2 separate regions of the Danio rerio genome follow, and region 2 is linked to region 1. The links are chromatin contacts, called in public Micro-C maps. All regions are on one chromosome and are shown on one strand. The core of a region is the stretch at or near the end of the contact, and the rest is flanking DNA. Distances in the headings are between cores, read along the strand shown. Region 1 holds the start of fkbp10a (FKBP prolyl isomerase 10a). Region 2 holds the start of rps18 (ribosomal protein S18).

Region 1 (2,712 bases), core at 191-2,690:
CAACACCTCTGGTGGGAGTAATAATGTGTGCCACACTAGTCTGATAGTCAAGTGAGACCCATGTATGTTTCTTTGATTATGCCTGCCTGCTACTCTGGGAGTTTTTAAAAGTAAAAATTGTACACCGAATTTTGGAACTGGCCATTGGTCACCAGAAGTGCCGCTACGAGTTGCTGATGCCATTGCCCTCTACCTAGCAAGGTAAAAAATGATTCACAATTAATCTTTCAACAAATTAATATTCCCTATACACTTGCATTGCTTGAAGCAATTAGCAATTTTAAAACAAACCCAGCTGCTTTGATGCTGTAATAACCAATAGTTTTTCCTCAATGTCCACTGACATTGAGCATTATATTTACTTGTGAGAGAGTATTTGAGGCGAAATGTGATTGATTGCTCCTATTTGTATACTGACCAATGGCATTTTTTTACTCAATTGACAAAAAGATAAAAGAATAGCAATTGGCAAACAGATTGGAAAAAGTTCCCTTTAAAAAAAATATTTAAAATGTGCATTTAAAATAATTAATTAAAATACATTTTTATAAATCAGCTTTTTTAAAACATAAATTAAATAAACTTTAAATCTACAGCTATTTTAAATTTTTAGCTGTACATAAAAACGTATAAATACATTTTTGTAAGAATTTATTTAGATATTGTTTTATTCATTTACATTGTAAATGGAAAATAGTTTAAAATTGAAAATAGAAAAAGTTTAAATATAAATATAATGTGTTGATGAATGCTGATCAATGTTTTGTTTTGTACTTTTTATTATTTGATTATTGATGTTTTAAAACAAAAAAATAATAGAGTTATACTTACTGTTTTTAAACATTAAAAATAAATGCATTGTTTTACTGAATTTTGTTATTAGTTTAAAAACACTAATCAAATAGATTTATTCATATATGTCTGTTTACTTGTACAAATTTAAACTATTTCTATACATTTCTATTAAATTAATAATTTGATTCTCCAATTTATTTTAATTGGGGTTCCTGGTCCTCCAAAAGCTGACTTCAGGGGCCATTAATTTGTGGTCGAGTTTTGATAAAGCTTATTTAAACACCAATAATTTAATTAGGTTCTGACGTTGCCCAGATGTTGATACGCACAGTTTTAATCGTCTTCAAAAAGCCATCAAATATCTTTGAAGCCTGAAAAGCCTTGATGATTTGTTGAGATGTTGGTTAAAATGTAATTATAATTTACTCACCTAGAATCGAACTTCCGCCCGTCCTTAAATGTTCCGTTATAGTCATACCGAACATAGTCTCCGATCTGAACCTCTCTTGGACAGAACGCTGGTATAAAGTAGCGATCAATAATTACATCTTCTAACTGACAACATACAGCATATATGACAACGAAGAGAACTGTTAGGGCTGGAGTAAGTGCCATAGCACAGAGGTTTTGAACAAGATGTAAGATGATGAACACGTAGCCTATGCTGTGGTTTAAAAATCAAAGAACACAAAAACCAACCGCGCGGTCCTAAACTCCATCTAATATCATAGCCACGTTTTGATAAATGGTTTTAAAAATACAATAGTAGGCAATTCTTCAACTACGGGCACTTTTAGCCTTGTGAAGTAAAAAAAGAAAACTTGTTAAAAATTAACGTAACATAGCCTCATACGTTTAAACAATTTGTCTAGTTTTAGGATCTGTAAAAGGACAAACTTAGATAAGAAGAAAACATTTTTTCCATCGTGAACTGAACAAATGTCAACCGCATCTCAATACACAGCTCATTTCAAAATTAAATAAATTATGGCAGTCAAACGTTGTCTAAGATAATTTTTGTATCTAGTTTAACCAACGGTTCCACTATAATAATTATATTTGTCAATGAAATAAATTAGTTGTATGCTAAATTGTACGCCTGTCATACTCTAAAATTTTATATTACTTTGGTTAAGAGCTTATTAGAAAATAAACTGAATTTGTAATTTAAATAGAGCATGAACTAATACATTGTATATACACTTTTAATGTGTGATGGAATCTTTTTAAATATTTTTCAAAAAAGTGTGTGGTGATGCAAATGAGAGTGGTGGAAAAGACATTTCAACAGTTTATATTGATATAAGTCTCACATTAATAACTATAAAATATTTAACTTATTTCACTAGTGCTAAATTAGGATACATTAATACTAGATAAATAATATTTTAAAAAGTTATTTTCATTTTTGAAGTTTAAAACTCTTGGTGTACGAAAAGGTAAAAACAGTGATTTTGACACCTAAAAGGAGGTTAAATAATATGAAAAAAATATAATAGAAAGGTAGTCAATTTTTTTAAGTAGGTTTTATTTTTAGTTTGACAAAGAAAGAGGAATTTGAACAAAATTATAAATATTTTTGGATATATGATTAAAGGACATTAAAGCGCCCAAAATTGAAGAATTACCCAAGTATTCTGTCATTGCAATGCAAGTCTCCGTTTAATCCACTACAAGCATTGCAAATAATATATTTTTGAATGCCGTATTGTACTCTCAAGTTCTTTTTAGCAGGACCATTATATATATATATATATATATATATATATATATATATATATATATATATATATATATATATATATATATATATATATATATATATACACATATATATATATATATATATATATATATATATATATATATATATATATATATATATATATATATATATATATATAAACAGGCCATGAT
Region 2 (2,700 bases), core at 193-2,692, 130 kb before region 1:
CTATAACCTTTTAGTTTTTCTATTTACAAATATTCACGGAATTGTAGTTCTCATAAAGCTTGCCAAGTACATAGTCTTTTTCTCCTGCTTTCAGATACTTCATTTTAAAAACTGTTGAGAACTTGAGGTTCAATCACATTCACACACACACACACACACACACACACACACACACACACACACACACATATATATATATATACATATATATATATATATTCCGTTACTATATATATATATATATATATATATATATATATATATATATATATATATATATATATATATATATATATATATATAGTATGTATATAATGTGTTACCAAATCCTGCAAGAAACACAGCTGCATAAGCAACATACATATCAGTATAAGAGCTTTGTTGGTAATATTAAACTGTTATATTTAACACTGAGTGCCATGGCACTGCAAAAATATTTGTACTGGTGATCAAAATCATATTTACATGATAGGTACATCGTAGCCTACAGGTAAATAAGAGTACAAAACAATAACAAAAAAAAATCATCAACAAATCAATTGTATGTTCATTTGCAAAAACGGGCAACTGCGTTTTTTAATTATTTTTTATAAATCATGATTTGCATTAAAAAGTTCGTTTGTAAAATATGTATGTTTTTACCATTGACGTCATCAAATGATAAATCATACTTTCATATTGTGTCATGATGACTTCTCAGAATCGGTGTTTTCTGAATTCGTACCTTAATATCATGTGTGAGTTTTTTTTCAATGCAGACATTGGTCACGTGATCTTATGGTGCCACACAAAAATTTGTGGGATATTCAGATTTTGAATAAAGCAATAACCTGCATAGCTCCATTGCAATCGCGATTACTAAACCAACCTTTGTACGAACTACATTAAAACTATATGATATTTAATAACAAACTACACATCTCTATTATATCCAGCTCTGGGGCTGTTAGCATTTACTGGTGTAACGTCAAAAATGTGGAATATGATCACAGCCAAAGCTGATGTTTCATGTAAAAAAAAAAGATGATTACCTCATCGTGTAACGTTATACAGGCCATCGCACCGGTCACAGAATCAGCGGATGTGTTTATATGAACAGCTCCACCGATCAGCGCCTCCGCCATGCCGTCTGTAGTACATAAAAACTACACGTCCGTTTAGGATTTTAGTCCCTGTTACCAAACTATTAAATCCGCGAAAATGCAGTGTTACGTTTGAAAATCTTAAGAAATGTTATTTAAAACAAAACAATATTAAATATCTTATAAGTAATATAATACGTTTTAAACCTCATAGGTTTTATATATTAGTTTAGATAACAGGCTATCAGAAATGTACTTGGTGACGGAACCATAGACCGTAAAAAATAGGGCGGAACCACCCTAAAGTTTGCGTGTCAAGTGGTGAAAATATCGCGAGACCATGACAACTTCCTTTTTGCGCGGAACCAGCGATCAAGATGGTGAGTGCGAAATGGTACTCTCAAAGCTTAAGTTGAAATCACGCATCATCGGTCTTATTTATCTGTGTACAGTTGTACCGATAAAATATTGTATGTCCTTTATACACGTTTAACTATTTTTAATGAATATTTCAGCTATTAAGTAGGATTTAACGTTTTAAAGAGTTACCGATATCTCCTACCCTGTTGACCGCGCCGCTTCAAAAAGACACCATACTAGTGTTTTTAAGGATCATGCTAAAAATTAAGCATCTGTATTGTGACACAAATTTATGTATGAATTTTTCCCCTAAATATTTAAAGCGTACTATGTAATTGCATAAGGTCAGTATGGAGCCGTTACAATAATGTGCTGAAATGCTTGCCCAAAATTCATTAGAAGAGGATAAAGGAGCTAGTTGTTCTGTATACTATTACCTTGTGGTGTCATGCATGCTGACTTTGTTATTTTTATTTTCAGTCCCTCGTCATCCCAGAGAAGTTTCAGCACATCCTTCGTGTCCTCAACACGAACATTGATGGAAGACGTAAAATCGCATTTGCCATCACCGCTATTAAGGTGAACTATTTTAACTAGATCAATTTTGTTCTGTATGTTAATATGATTTAAGCTTTTAATATTGTAATCTACTTCCGTTAATAGGGTGTTGGAAGGCGATATGCCCATGTGGTTCTGAGGAAAGCTGATATTGATTTAAATAAGAGGGCTGGAGAACTCACTGAGGATGAGGTGGGTTTGTAAATGTTTAAATGGACATTGAACTGTTTCTTACAACACAGATTTCATGTCAGATGACACAATTTTATTAAGTTCTAAAGCAGTTTATATTCCACCCAGAAAGATTTTTTGATAAACGCAAGTGGAAAAATAAGTGAAAAATTTTATTATTCTTTAAGGAATTTTTAAAGGTCTAAAATGTTTAATGATTATGGTTTTATTGAATAGGTTGAGAGGGTGGTGACTATTATGCAGAACCCTCGCCAGTACAAAATCCCAGACTGGTTCCTGAACAGACAGAAGGACATAAAAGATGGGAAATACAGCCAGGTATGATTGTCTATTACCATTTTAAAAGTTTATCAAGCATGTCTAGCACTGTTTTTCTTGGATGTTATGTGCTTTAAAAGCAGAAGTTCAGTACAATACCTATAACATGACCCACAGCTTAAGTTGAGTATGTTTCTGTTTTAACGTGCAAGTTTTGCTACGATTACGCCTTTCATTTACATTATCCCAG

What was found. Hi-C and Micro-C count contacts between places; a contact is called where the count stands out from the background.
Region 2: a Micro-C map of caudal fin shows a contact between it and region 1, with 5 times the contacts expected there. The contact joins the promoter of rps18 here to the promoter of fkbp10a in region 1. A contact is called at or near these places in 2 of 18 Hi-C or Micro-C datasets (caudal fin and hematopoietic stem cells).

What each region holds. Positions count from the first base shown.
Region 1 is chr19:20,744,255-20,746,966 of GRCz12tu, reverse strand. fkbp10a (FKBP prolyl isomerase 10a) reads right to left here and starts at 1,440. Exons shown (of 13, transcript XR_012395001.1): 1 at 1,226-1,440. It also overlaps a transcript of p3h4 not described here.
Region 2 is chr19:20,877,925-20,880,624 of GRCz12tu, reverse strand. rps18 (ribosomal protein S18) reads left to right here and starts at 1,442. Exons shown (of 6, transcript NM_001423550.1): 1 at 1,442-1,462; 2 at 1,923-2,021; 3 at 2,106-2,192; 4 at 2,409-2,510. The coding sequence starts at 1,460. It overlaps vps52 (VPS52 subunit of GARP complex), which reads right to left and starts at 1,149. Exons shown (of 20, transcript XR_012394997.1): 1 at 1,032-1,149.